4 separate regions of the Mus musculus genome follow, and all the other regions are linked to region 4. The links are chromatin contacts, called in public HiChIP or PLAC-seq and promoter capture Hi-C maps. All regions are on one chromosome and are shown on one strand. The core of a region is the stretch at or near the end of the contact, and the rest is flanking DNA. Distances in the headings are between cores, read along the strand shown. Region 1 holds the start of Ppfia4 (protein tyrosine phosphatase, receptor type, f polypeptide (PTPRF), interacting protein (liprin), alpha 4). Region 2 holds the start of Syt2 (synaptotagmin II). Region 3 holds the start of Mgat4f (MGAT4 family, member F). Region 4 holds the start of Kdm5b (lysine (K)-specific demethylase 5B).

Region 1 (3,554 bases), core at 430-2,929, 220 kb before region 4:
CCTTCACAGGCCAGCTGCTGGGACAGAGCTCATATACTGACATCATATACATGCTCAACATGACATGCCCAACGGCACAGGCCCAAAGCATCCGATGAAAACTCCCCTCACACCACGCTCCTGCAGCCACTCATTTCTGGAGAGGGTGTCTTCACTGCACAGTGTCTAGGGCCCCCAAAGCCCCCCAACCCAATGTGCTATCCCTCGTCTCATTACTTTGGGACATCATTTATCTTGAGAAGCCTCCTCAAATCTTAGCCCCAAATCTAAGAAAATAGCCAATATAAACCATTCAAGCTGTCATTTTTACTAAAGACTATCTGGCCAGTTAACAGAGGTGTGGATTCTGTGGGTTAAGATCCGGTTGGCTTTTTTGTTTTGTTTTGTTTCTGCCATTCCACTAACAGGATAACTAAAATGTATATAGGGGAATGTGTGCCTATTTCGGGTACCATCTACCTGCTCCATGGCCTTTAACAGCTTTTGGATAGGCAAGTATCTATCTCTCTAGTATGGTGTCTGGCATGTAGTAGGTGCCCAATAAATGTTTACTCAATATTGAATAAAGTACTAAGAGCCAATTCCAACAAGTCTGGAAAGGACTGCAGGGAGTCCCTGAAACCTGGCTCCTGGAACAGCCTTCTTAAGCTCACACCAGGAGGGACTCATCAGGCTAAGCACAGCCCCCTTAACCACTTGCTCTCCACGAACAAGTACTGAGGAGCTGCCTCAACTCTCCTCCTCTCCAACACATCTCTCCTCAAAGGTGACATCAGCACCTAGTGGCACTTAGTGCTAGATCCCTCCTCCTTCTCAGAGAAACCACCTACAACATATTTCCAAGTCCTCCAGGCCAACCTCCCTTCCTACCAATCATAAAACCCTCAACACCCGTGCTGGGAAATACCCCTACTGTGTTCACTAATCAACCCTATCATTCCCACCCCCACCCCAGTTCAGTAATCTCTATTACGAACCTCTTTTCCTGTTGCGCCCACCCTCATCCCCACCCCCAACCAGGCCCTCGGCTGGCCATTCCTTCCACCCCACCGCCCCAGCACTGCGGAGATGGGGGCATCTCTGGTACAGCCTGACAGTTGAAGGAATGCAGAGCTGGCGATAGTAACCAAGGGCGAAAAGAGGCATGCGGGAAGGAGGAAGACCCCCGGGAAGATCGAAGACTTCAGCCTCTCACCAGCGCTCGCCCAAAGAAGCAGAGTTGGCCCCCAAGCCCAGAGGCGCTTTTGCTCTGACTCTCCTGGAGAGGATGAGGGGGCGCAGTCCACCCGGCTGCCCCCTCCCAGAGAGAGGATGGAGCTGAGGGCGAACTCCACGCCCTCCCTGCAAAACGGGCATCGACCCCCATCCTCATCCCCAAGGGCACAGGGCACAGCAAAGGCGAGGGGCAACGAATTCCGCGCCCCGCAGAGATACATCCAGACCAGAAGAGGCTGTTTCCCAAGGCGCACTAACAGAGACTCCTCCTCAAACTGTTCAGGGGAGCTGGAGCTGGGAAAAGGGGTATCCTTCCCCGCGGAGTGGCTGTGGGTGCTCACCTGCGTGGAATCGCCGAAGGCCCAGCGGTAGCAGGGCGCCGCCCCCGACCTCGGCAGCGCGAGGCGTCCTAGAGGCAAGCCTGCAAAGGTAGCTGCAGCCTCCACCGCCCAGTACCGTGGCCTCAAGGACCCGCCCCCTTCCTCCGCGGATACCCTGGCCCCACCCCTAAGGGCGGGGCCTGGCCATATCCCCCGAGGCCACGCCCCCACGCCCGGGCGCTCCCCAGCCCTGGTTCGCACGTGACAAGGGCGCTGCTTTGATGCTGTGCGCCATCTTGGTCGAGCCTGAGAGGGCAGGGCAAGCATTTAATCTGGTAGATGTTCTGGCCCTAAAACTTGGAATGCAGAGCACATCCCTCTTTTCCTCTGTTGAACTCACCTTCCTAAGTCTAGTCTGTTCCCTAAATGGCCAGTCGTCTGTCGCCCTTCACACCTGTTCTCGCTCACATATTTTTAAGTGGAGAAACTGGAAACCCAGATACTCTTGTATTGTAGTATGTGCCTCAGTGAATTGTGACTTGCTTTTGGGCATGTGACTGCCCTAACGCTGTTACTACAAAATGAAGTGTTTGTCTGATACATACATCCTATGAAAACATGCTCAAATGCCAAAATTCTGACAAATTTTAGCTAAACCGATTTTCCTGAATTGTTCCCTTTCCCTGCCCCCGTGGCTATTAATGTATCTTTTCCATCTGGTTTGTGAAATTTCATTTCAGTGCCTACTCAAATCCTTCACAGATACCCCATAAGCACTGTTATGAGTGTGAAGAACTGTTTTGGGTTTGGTTTTTTTTTTTTTTTTTTTTTTTTCTCCCTTTTTAGGTTTTTAAGACAGGGTTTTTCTGTGCAGCCCTGGCTGTTCCGGAACTATGTAGACCAGGCTGGCCTCCATCTCCTAGATTCACCTGCTTCTGCAGGCTGCCTGTGCTGCCACCACCCAGCAGCAGTGAACTGTTCTATATACAATGTGCACATAGGCAGTTACAGATATATACACATCTTGCAACAGTGTCCTATAAAGGCTGAAGCTGAGGTCAGTTAACATAGCCTTTCATTCCCTCTCTCCCAATATATCCAATTTTCCTTTCATCTTTAGAAAATGGCAAGGAAATTAATTCTGATAGGGGTTGAGAGGAGCTGAATCTGTTATTTGTCTGACACTCTGAACAAGAATATATACATCAAGAAGTGAAAAACATTAGTCAGTTTTTAAACCCAGAGCCTACCAAGTTTCAGTCGTTCTCTAGGTGGACTAGTTTTTACAAAAAGGCAATCCTTGACTCTTCACACCCTTCCATTAACAAAACATGAATAATGCCAGAAAAGGCAACTCAGCCAATGCTGAGGAGACTGCAGCCATGGTAACCATGAAGAACCATTTTACCAAGTGTTGGCAATGTGCTAAGACCACAGCAGAGGCAGCAGGAACTTCAAAGGGAGGCTATAGCATCTATCATCATACCATGGAGTTTGACATAAAAACTCACAAGTTGAGCCAGAAAACAATTAAGCCACATTTATTTCACCCACTCAGGGTAAACCTAAATGGGAGACACACAATCCACAAGGACAACTTCCCCTGCTCCATGGCATCTTTTGTTCAGGGAACTCCAGACTCTGTGCTTCTTTTCTTCTGCCTCTAGGCAGCTTCTGACTGCAGAGATCTGTGGAGGCTTACTGTCCTAGGGTTTTTGTTTGCTTTGTTAATTAAGTACCCAAATTCTGGTGGTTCTTTTTATTGACCCAGGCTCACTATCTGTTCAACCAGTGACAGCATGCCCCTCAGTGTGGGTACGGCTGCTGTCAGCAGCAGCATTAAACAGATGCTTAAGAATGGTCTTTAAATAGCATGGGGTGGGGAAAGATAAAAACCAACATACTCATTTAGCAATTTAGCTCACAAAAGTATCCACCCCACAATATTTTTATGTTTAAAGAACATTTTCTGTCTTTGTCCTGTCTGGTGACTCACCCAACAACTCCAGGCAGCTAAAG
Region 2 (3,112 bases), core at 237-2,736, 150 kb after region 4:
CACCCTTTCTCTCTGGAGAATGAACACCTGGGAACAGCCTTCCCAGCACTGTGGGCAGCCCCTGTCAGATGTCCAGGGACATGCTCCTGCCCAGCCCTGCTGCATGGAATCCCCAGACCAGCTCTTCTGTAGCCTCGGGCCTACAGCAAGCAGTCACCATTCTAAACTGAGTCGCTAGCCCTACAAAAAGCAGCCATGCTGCCTGCCGGAGCATTACAGCCTGTGAGGACTGGGAGGGAAGGAAGAAGGGGTTGATGGTAGTTTAGTAATTTCCTGTCTCTTCCAGGTATGCCCATGGGAAACACAAAACAACAACAACAACAACAACAACAACAACAACAACAACAACAACACACACACACACACACACACACACACACACACACACACACCTCATCACTTCCTGCATCAGGTCTTGAACTTGATTCCTGTTTGAGTGTACAGAACAGGAGGGAAAGAGAAAGAGGTGTTGCCGCAGAGGGTGGAGCAAGCAAGCCAGTCCAGACGAGCAAAGGTGGGCTGGGCTGGGCTGGGTAAGCTGGACACTCCACTTGGGGACTGGGATGCTGAGGTCTTAGCAGCAGGGGAGTTGGGGACCGAGGGTGAGGCGCAAGGGTCAGACCAAGGCACTGGGGATGAGGGGGCACCATAGTTTCAAGCCTCCCTGCCACTCTTACTCAGTGTCCCCACTCAGGGTTTGTGGAAACCCTTGCCCAAGAAGAAGAAAGCAAGATTTGGGGCAAGCAGGAAGGGCTCCAAGATACAACCCTTTTACGGGTAGCTTCCGTGTGTCGTCGCCCCTCCCATAGCTACCTATGGAAAGACCCCACACCCTGTCCTGACTCCACCCTCCAGAGACCTGGTGCAGTGGCCCCCGGACCACTTCCCCTCCTTTCCTCCCTTCGGTGTCCCCCTTTTGTTCCCCCTCCCTTTTTTTCTCTTGACTCAGGAAAGCCTTTAATCTGTATCCCTGAAGCGCGTCACCCCTCTCTCCTCTCCCCTGCGGTTCAGTCAGGCGGAGGTCCCCCTCTCTCATTCCCCTCCCCCAGCCACTCTTGAGCGCCGAGAAGCTCCCGGAAAAGCTTGCAGAAGCGGGGCAGGTGGGGAGTGTTGTAGGAGGGCACTGCGCGCGTGGTGGGGATTCTCCGCAGAGGCAGGGGGGAGCCCCATGCGGTTCCGGGGTCTGAGCCGCCCAGCCTGCAACTTCTGAAATGACCGCATGCGGCTAAACCCCTCTGCCCGGTGACTCCAAGCAGCATCTTCCCGGGGCGGCCCCTTCTCAGCCACCCTCCGCGGACTGTCCTGACTCAAGAACAGGGTGTGGGCTACCAGGACAGGTCCCTGCTCCCCGAGATCCAGGATCTGGATCGGGGATCGCCTCCGAGGGGCCGCACGCGCGTGTGCAGGCGGATGTGAGGCGCATCTCAATTGGCGGGCGGGGGAAGCGGATCAGGTTGTTACTACTGCAGAGCGCGCGAGCGAGGGAGCGGGAGGAGAGCCGCAGCGCTGGCCGGCGCGGGAGTGGGAAGAGGGGACCTGGACTTCGGGGCGGCAGACTCCCGCTGCCTTCTGCACCAGCCCACGCCGAATCGGCTCCCGGACCGTCCCCGGGTAAGAGGGAGCCCAGGCAGGGAGCCCTGCGAGGGCATCCCATGTCCCGCAGTCCCAAGTGAGGCCACACCCAGGACACCAGCAGCTTTCCAGGGCCTGGTGTTGGACCCCTGGGAGGCTGGATCACCAAATGAGACCATGACTTTCAGGGTTCAGCACTTGCTGAGGCATAAACTAAGTGCAGGATCAGCCCTTGGTGAGATCGGGCTCCCGAAATCCACTTCTTTGTCCCGGGGGAGATGTCCTGAATATCCCAGGAACCCCTCCACCTAGACCTGTTCTAGTGCTGAGCACAGGATAGCGCTCTGTACTGGGACAGGGAGCTAGCTAGGGAGCGAGGGCACTCACAGCTCATCCCAGGAAGAGGTGCCCTGGAGGGTGGATGCAGTGGGTGTGTGGTGAGAAGCATGTGCAGAGAGAGAGAGAGAGAGAGAGAGAGAGAGAGAGAGAGAGAGAGAGAGAGAGAGTGGGGGACCCTGCGTGCCCCCGCTGCAGTGAGAATGAGTTGGTGGATCCCATGTGCTCGGAGCTTTGGAGCCCCCTGGCGCAGAGTGGCGCGCAGTGGGGGTGCTGGCACTCCTCGGCCTGGTCTATCCAGACCAGAATCTGCGGACATGTTTTGTGCCCCGTTCTCTCCCGAGAACTTTTTCATTCTCCAACCAGTGCCGTGGCTTTGTGCATTGGAGGGATGGGGGTTTTCAAGGATCCTGGCAAGCGGCCACGGATGGGAGAGTGGGCAGTGGCGCTCTGCTGGTTTGCTGTGTGACCTTGGACCAATGGTGTACCTCTGGGAGTCTCAGTCTGATGTAGGGGAGTGGTGCACCACACAGGAGTGATGGTGGGGAGATGGGGAAGAGGAGGAGGAAGGCCGTCCAGTCCGGTGAACCGAGTCCGTGACTAAGTCTGCCAAGCGTTCCGTGCCTGGGAATTCACTGCCTTTGATTCTTGGCCTCTGCAGAGAGCCCTGTGCACACTTGGAAGGGCAACAGTGTGAGACTCAGAACCTGGAACCTCAGGGGGCATCAGAAGGCATTCTGCCCCTTTGGCTGACCTTGAGTAACTCATTTACTCTCCTAGGCCTTAGTCTCCAGACGTGGAAATGGGGGTTTGGCACATCGAGGATCTGAGTCTTTCCCATCCTGATACCTCCTGTCCCAACTGAAGGGGAAACGGTACAGAAGGCTAGCCCCTGAGTATGTAGTTCCTTATTTAGCCTTCCAAGTGGACTGAGGCCTACAGTCTATTACCTCCATCACTGTTCCTTACAGAGTCTCCAGGCCTGACAGGCCACTGTTAGCCCAGAACTGCCCACCCTCTGCACAGGACATAATTTTCACTGGGGAAGAGGGTCCCTGGGATAGACAGGAGACTCAGAGGCCTCCCAAGGTCATGCTGTCTTCTCTGCTGTCCGCTACCTCAAGAATCCTTCCTTGGTAGAAAGCTCTCTAGTGGGAGCTATACCAGCCCATTGCACAGCCTGGACTGCCTGCATGGAAGACCG
Region 3 (3,506 bases), core at 175-2,674, 170 kb before region 4:
AAAGTATTTTGAGATGAATTATAAGACTGAAGGTAAAAATGATTCTTTTGAGGAAGACCAGGAGGAGAAGAGGAAGAGGATGAGGTAGAAGAAAAGGAAAAGGAGGAAGAGAAGAGGAGGATGAAGTAGAAGAGGACGCCGGGAAGAGGAGGAGGATAAGGAGTGTCTTAGCTACTTCTCTATTGTAGTCTCCCATAAGCCTGAAGCAGGCTAAGCCAGAACTTGACCTTGCAGCCACTAAGGTGATTATCTAGGGTGGAGCCTTCCTCCCTGGATCACTCTATTGTTCTGCTGCTGCTGCTGTTCCTCTTCAAGATACTGCTACCAGCTGAGAGCCCCCCCCCCCCAGCTATTCTGGAAACTACGCCCTATCCTGCACATCATCACCTGCAGCTGGTTCCAGGCTCCAAGAATGAATTGGTGGGGATGGACTTTCCCCCCTCTTTTATAAAGCATGTCCGCCATTAAAAATTTGAACCTTGAACAGACTAGCATGTCTTGGTTCCATTATTTCCCAACCCGCCTAGGCTCCCTCTTTTCTTCCAGATTCCAAGATGCCTTCCAGGCTCGAACCCGGACATGTGAACCACTGGCCGGCACCAACACTCTATTGCTGTCATAAGACACCATGACCAAGGCAACTGATAGAAGAAAGACTTTGTTGGCCTACCACTGAAATGGCTTATCATTTTAGAGGGTTAGAGTCCATGACCATCATGGTAGGGAGCATGGCAACAGGTTTCCAGGCATGGCACCAGAGCAGTAGCTGTGTGCTCACATCTTGAGACACAGCCACAAAGCAGAGACAGTGAGGATGGCACCAGTGTTTTGAAACCTCAAAGCCCACCCCCCAGTGACACACCTCCTCCATCAAGGCCACACCCCCTGATCCTTCCCAAACAGTTCCACCAACAGGGGACTAAGTACTTGAACACAAACCTATAGAGGACATTTTCATTCAGATTCCCAACAGGGAGAAGGAACAATGCTACTGGAAATACAATCTCAGTAGTGATAAAGAACAGATTAAAAAGGGGGGGGGGAGGTGGGGGGGGACTTCAGAAGGCCACTGGACACTTCTAAGCACAAAAAACAACTGGATATTTGAGAACAATTTTGTGGTGATCTCCCAGGCTGCACAGAGCAGCAACTGAAGACACAGATGGCAGTGAATAGCCCATGCGCCCTTTGATAAAAAAGGGACAACTCAGAATTCATACTTGTTGACTCAAACTAGCAGGCAATACTCAAATTTCAAGTAGCAAGACTGAAGGCTGGTTTTGAAACTATGTTTCCTCCTCACCTCATCAAGGAGGTGTTTGATGTAAGGCTGGTTGACACATGGTCCCCATTCAAGCTGAACAATGGTTGTCAGGTGGGGCTTCCTGGGAGGGGTGACTAGCCTTAGCAGCTTCAGAGAAGCCACTCTGGGACTGCATCCCTCAACATTAAGTTGTTTTCTTCTTGTTTTCAGAGAAAATCCTTATTCCAGTTAAGCTTCAAGCAGCATTTTCTACTAGCCAGAAAGACTTCTATGGAAATTGCACTCAAAACATAATGATGATGTGGTCCTGTTTAGGAATTTCTGGTTTCTTTCAGGTTTCTATGGATCCTAGCAGTTCACAATGAAGAAAGCACGCCAAGTCCTTCTGTATTTATTCAAAACCTTGTCTATCTACCTAACAAAATCCCAGAAAGGAAAATGCCCAAAAGTAAGTATGGGTTTGAGAGATGAGATCTAATTCATGTATCACTAACCCCCTACCAGAAGATGTTGGTTTGAATTTAATACTTAACCCTAAATTTCCTCTTCATTAAAAACAAATTATTATGGGAACTAGACAGGCTTAGTGGTTAGGAGAGCTGGCTGTTCTTCCAAGGGACCCAGGTTTCATTCCCAGCACCCACCCAGTGGCTCACAATATGTATATATGGTCTATAACTACAGTTCCAGAGGATTCAACACCCTCTTCTGGCCTCTGCATGCACCAGACACATATGTAGTCCACAGACTTACATGCAGGTAAAATACCTATACATATATATAAAAGAAGTATCTATCACAACCTGCCAGTGGCCTTTGCCAAGGAATTGAAGTTGAATTGGAGAGTCAGCAGAACTAGTGTTGTAGTAATAATTATTTAAATCCTGCCCTGAGGTTTCTACCCAGCCTTGGCTATTTAAGTTCCCAGACAAAAGACATACGCAACCTTTTTATTTATAATTAGCCTTAAACAGCACAATAGCTGGGTGAATACCTACCCTCCATGCTATTAGAATCTACTTTCCTATCGATAACCCCGAATCATTACTTACTATGTTCCATCTGGGCTGTTCTTAACTTCAGTTGGCCAGCCCTCAGGGTCTTGTTCTTATGGCTCACATAACCCATGGTGGCTTCTTCCTCCACCTGCACTCTCTTCCCTCATGGTCCTCCTCAGACTCCAAGCCCAAAACCCTAAACTCTACCTATGTCTCTTCTGCCCAGCTATTGACTGTTGGCATCTTTATTTACCAATCAGAAATAACTTGGGGGCAGGGTCACTCAGCATCTTACGTGAAGACTCTCTCTAGGGGCAGCCAGTCTTGGGGACCCCAAATTAGTAGTAGAATAAGCAGCACTAGGCTACCCACTACAGTAGAGGACTCTAAGCTAGTGCCTTTCCTGGCATTCTGTGAAACTTTTATTTCAAATAGCTCACAGAGAAACAAAGACAAACATACTGAGTGTTTCTCATTGCTATCACAGATATGCTCAGGATCCAGAATGCCTCATAGGAAATTGGGATTTACAAAATGTCTTGGGCACAATAAGCTGCATTGCTGAGGAGGGAGGGAACATCTTACTCAGGGCATTCCTCCCAGGGGAGTAAACAAAGATCTTTGGGAACAGAATTCACATCGCAGGATAGTGTAGGGAAGTCTGTCATGTTACATGTCACCCAGATTTGTTTAAGTCTGTGTATAGACATATATGGCCACATGCACAGAATGGAATTGGTTCTCTCCTTCCACCATACAGGTCCCAGGGATGGGGCTGGTAGCAAGAGCTATTACCTACTGTGTCATCTCTACAGCCTCCATATTGTCTTCTTGGCAACATATCCCTTCCAGTTCACCTGGGAGCATACAGAAAGCAGGAGCGTCACAGAGTCAAGCCCTTGTTGGTTGTCTTTCCTGAGATGGCTACAAGCAGGGGCAGGAGAAAAATTGGGAGGAAAAGGTTAAGACAATAATCAGGCATTGGGAAAGCTCAGTCCAGGAAGGGTGGGCTCGGGATGTGGCATGCCAGCCGGAAGAGCACCCCTGCTCTCTGAGGAGGCCCTCAGGATCTGCTGCTGCTCGCGTTCCTTCCACAGCTGCTCCTGGTGCCATGCGAGGCTGCCTGTGGATGTGCGTCCGAGTCCTGGCATCCCTAGTCATCCTGGGGTTCTTTCTTCAAGACAATATCGCAGCAGCACATGTAAAGCAGCAACATAACACATTGCTGGTAAGGACCAGGGATA
Region 4 (3,419 bases), core at 643-3,142:
CAATATGAACTAACCAGTACCCCCAGAGCTCATGTCTCTAGCTGCATATATATCAGAAGATGACCTAGTTGGCCATCATTGGGAAAAGAGGCCCCTTGGTCTTGCAAACTTTATATGCCCCAGTACAGGGGAATGCCAGGGCCAAGAAGTGGGAGTGGGTGGGTAGGGGAGCAGGGCGGGGGAGGGTATAGGGGACTTTTGGGATAGCATTTGAAATGTAAATGAGGAAAATAATAAAAAAATAAAAAAAATGTGTGTGTTGCTTGTAGGGGCCAGGAGAGACATCAGAGCCTCTGAGGCTGGGGGTGAAGAGGCAGTTGGGAGCTGATGGGCATTGATCTGGAAACTAAGTTTACATCCTCTAAGGCGGAAGCAAATGCCCTTAATCTGCTGAGCCGGCTCTCTCTGTCTTTGATGCGGAAGCTCATTATGCAGGTCTGGCTGGCCTGGAACTTTGTGTAGGATTAAAGGTGTGCGCCACCACATCTAACTTCTAACTCTTTCCATTTTTAAGCTGAAGAACCATGGTCTCTGTGTGATAGGATATATCTGTAATCCCAGCGTTTAAGAGGTAGAGGCAGGAGGATGATCAGGAGATCAGAGTCATCTTTGGCTATGTAGAGAGTTCCAGGCCAGCCTAGGTCACATTAGTCCTATTAAAATCTAAACCCAGAGGCTGAGTGATGGTCTATTCTGAAGGGAGGGCTGTGGAGCCACTGATCCTTCCTTATACAGTGGCAGGCAGTCTTTCCACGAGTTTGGTTGCTTTCTAGATTAAAGAAATCGCCGGGCGGTGGTGGCACACGCCTTTAATCCCAGCACTTGGGAGGCAGAGGCAGGTGGATCTCTGAGTTCGAGGCCAGCCTGGTCTACAAAGTGAGTTCCAGGACAGCCAAGACTATACAGAGAAACCCTGTCTCGAAAAAACAAAACAAAAAAAAAAAAAAAGAAATTATGTTTGTGTTCAAGTTCTACTTATGACCTGACTTTTTCTGGGGCCATCCCCCATCTTTGGATTTCATGGTTACTTAACCTCTCAGCTCTTCCATTGCTTCCTCTGAAACACTCTGATCTCTTTCTTTCCTTCAGACCTGTTGTACCTTTTAGCCTGTTGAAAATCTTTGTAGCAGAGACATCTCAGGCTCAGCCTGTTCAGGGGTGAATACATCTTCCCTAGAACATGCTCATGGATGCTTGTCCCAGGGATGCCATCTGTCAGACCCTTAGTACGCTATTCTTCTGGTCCCGTCCTAGTCTAACTTTTATTTCCTACAATTTCACTTTAACCTATAGCGCTGCTGAATTTATTTAGGCCCCATCATTCCTTGATTGGATTATTTCAAGATGCTTTTGCTCAAGTCCAACCTTGTATATGTGTAGATTTCTGTGCAACAACCCTACTTTCCAGTAAATAGACTGAACTGTTGGATTTGGTCAAATGCTTAATCCCCTCACAGACTAAACAATCCCGAAAAGCACTTGCACTTTACACAGTGTCTAGGATAAGCAAGTGCTCGAAGAGTTATTGCTCTCCTCATTACTCTATGTGTCTGTCCTTGCTGCTCCTTGTGTTCAAGGTGTTTTCTCTACCTGGAGAATCCTCCAATTTCAGTACTCTGCTTCTCGGGTTTTACTAAGCAAATCTTTCGTGCCAAAATATATGACGTGATTGATGGATTGTAACTCTGTTCTCCCTACTAGACTGTTAACTTCTTGAGAGGAAGAATTCTGAAACTTCAGAGGTTAACTGAAGCATTAAGGATAAACATCCCAGGCGGAAGGCCCCTGCCCCTCCCGGCTAGGGGGCGGGGCGAGACCTGGCTCGGGGTGGCAGCAGGGACTTTTTTCCTCGCCGTGGCGGCGGAGGAGCACTGCGTGGGGTAGCGGCAAGACGTCGTCGGAGGAAGGCTGAAAAAGCCCTAGGTGTTGCCGTTGCTAGTAGAAGTCGGACCTGTCGCCCGAGCTGTGCGTCTGCACGGGTTTCGGACGGAGCGGAGCTCGCTGCCGCGGTTGCGGAGCCTGCCCTGTGCTCGCCCCTGCCCAGGTCGCGGTGATGGAGCCGGCCACCACGCTGCCCCCAGGCCCGCGCCCGGCGCTGCCCCTCGGGGGCCCGGGCCCGCTGGGAGAGTTCCTGCCTCCCCCCGAGTGTCCGGTCTTCGAGCCGAGCTGGGAAGAGTTCGCGGACCCCTTCGCTTTCATCCACAAGATCCGGCCCATAGCCGAGCAGACTGGGATCTGTAAGGTGCGGCCGCCGCCGGTGAGTCAGCCAGCACCCCGGATCCTGCTCGCGGCTGGGGGAGGGAGCGAGGACGCGCGGCCCGGGAGGCCGGAGGCGCGGGGGCGGGGAGCGGTCGTCCCGCGGGCCCGGTCAAGTTTGGGGTGGCTCCGAGGGTCGGAGATGCGGCGGTGGGAGGAAGGCGCGGGGGCCCCCGTCCCGGGTGGGATGTGGGCCGTGAGGACCGCGGGCTCCGGCGGGGCGGCCGGAGGGGGCTAGGTCGGTGCGGCTCCGGGGGCTGGTGCGCTGCACCGCCCGGCAGCGGTGCGGGCTGGAGTGGTTGGCAGCCGCCGGGGTGGTCGCTGGGGAGTCCTCCCGAGCCCGGCTGAGACGCGGGCGCGGAGGCAGGGCTCTGGGCCCGCACGGCTCCGTGGCTGGTCCTCGCCTCCTTCTCGGGGTGCGGGGGTGTGTGATGGGTGGGGGTGGGGGACTTGCGAGTTGTCGTGTGAGGAGGAAAGTTTTCAATATGGCGGCGGGAGCCCCTGGTCCTTTGTGTGGTGGCGGCGTCGGCCCGAAGCTGCCCTCACCTGAGCGCCCCACCCTCCGGACCCGGGTCCCCCACCACCACCTGGTCCCTCGGCCTCTGGGAGTCCCCAGGGCGAGCTGGGCCAGGGGGCGGCCGGCGCTACTGGGGGAGGGGAGGAGCCGCTGGGCCGGTCTGGAGCGGCTGGTTGAGTGGTGGTGGGGGTGCAAGGGTCGGGGTGGGGGGACGACACTTTGAGGATGGTGGGGGCAGGCCAAGCGGCGGGGGCCCTGATGCTCGCAGGTCCTGGCGGACGCTCCCACACGGACTTGGGGCCGGACTGCTTTGCTCCCGGCGCGGGGGGGGGGGGGAGGCCTGGCTGGGGCTGAGGTGGAGAGGCTGTGCTTGTAGGGGAGATGTCAGACGAGCTCTTGGAGATTTCATCCTGGTCCCTAGCTTTCCCTACTCGGCCTTCCCGGCGGGGGCTCTAGCGCCTCGAGCTTGGGGGGCTCTGAGGGGTGGGGTGTCCCCAAGACGGCCCTAACGGCTGCAACGTCCGCGGAGAGCCCGGCCCACTCCTTCCCCGTCCCCGTCCCCCTCCCCGTACCCCCTCCCCCCGCAGCCGGAACTGGATGCGCTGCGACACCCCAGGTTTTTCGCCTACCTTTTGGGATGACCTGA

The links. HiChIP or PLAC-seq counts read pairs in DNA pulled down with a chosen protein or histone mark. Capture Hi-C pulls out chosen DNA fragments and counts their contacts.
Region 1: a contact with region 4 is called in a FOXA1 HiChIP or PLAC-seq map of pancreatic cancer cells. The contact joins the promoter of Ppfia4 here to the promoter of Kdm5b in region 4. A contact is called at or near these places in 7 of 39 promoter capture datasets (the HPC-7 cell line, cranial neural crest, embryonic stem cells and 4 more), 5 of 484 Hi-C or Micro-C datasets (CD8 T cells, centroblasts and embryonic stem cells), 6 of 115 datasets of contacts at active chromatin or transcription factors (the HPC-7 cell line, embryonic limb bud, embryonic stem cells and 1 more) and 3 of 9 other capture datasets (adipose tissue, liver and pancreatic islet).
Region 2: a promoter capture Hi-C map of adipose tissue shows a contact between it and region 4. The contact joins the promoter of Syt2 here to the promoter of Kdm5b in region 4. A contact is called at or near these places in 2 of 39 promoter capture datasets (cranial neural crest and liver), 1 of 484 Hi-C or Micro-C datasets (nephron progenitors), 2 of 115 datasets of contacts at active chromatin or transcription factors (bone marrow-derived macrophages and embryonic stem cells) and 1 of 9 other capture datasets (adipose tissue).
Region 3: an H3K4me3 HiChIP or PLAC-seq map of embryonic stem cells shows a contact between it and region 4, with 20 read pairs. The contact joins the promoter of Mgat4f here to the promoter of Kdm5b in region 4. A contact is called at or near these places in 10 of 39 promoter capture datasets (3T3-L1-derived adipocytes, the HPC-7 cell line, embryonic stem cells and 4 more), 3 of 484 Hi-C or Micro-C datasets (the HPC-7 cell line, bone marrow-derived macrophages and embryonic stem cells), 6 of 115 datasets of contacts at active chromatin or transcription factors (bone marrow-derived macrophages, embryonic limb bud, embryonic stem cells and 2 more) and 3 of 9 other capture datasets (adipose tissue, liver and macrophages).

Annotation. Positions count from the first base shown.
Region 1 is chr1:134,343,037-134,346,590 of GRCm38.p6, forward strand. It overlaps Ppfia4 (protein tyrosine phosphatase, receptor type, f polypeptide (PTPRF), interacting protein (liprin), alpha 4), which reads right to left and starts at 1,680. Exons shown (of 29, transcript NM_001374777.1): 1 at 1,557-1,680. It overlaps Tmem183a (transmembrane protein 183A), which reads right to left. Exons shown (of 8, transcript NM_020588.2): 8 at 3,061-3,554.
Region 2 is chr1:134,707,814-134,710,925 of GRCm38.p6, forward strand. Syt2 (synaptotagmin II) reads left to right here and starts at 1,487. Exons shown (of 9, transcript NM_001355726.1): 1 at 1,487-1,611.
Region 3 is chr1:134,384,516-134,388,021 of GRCm38.p6, forward strand. Mgat4f (MGAT4 family, member F) reads left to right here and starts at 1,425. Exons shown (of 4, transcript NM_173771.4): 1 at 1,425-1,712; 2 at 3,360-3,490. The coding sequence starts at 1,703.
Region 4 is chr1:134,558,286-134,561,704 of GRCm38.p6, forward strand. Kdm5b (lysine (K)-specific demethylase 5B) reads left to right here and starts at 1,893. Exons shown (of 27, transcript NM_152895.2): 1 at 1,893-2,257. The coding sequence starts at 2,054. It also overlaps a transcript of Mgat4e not described here.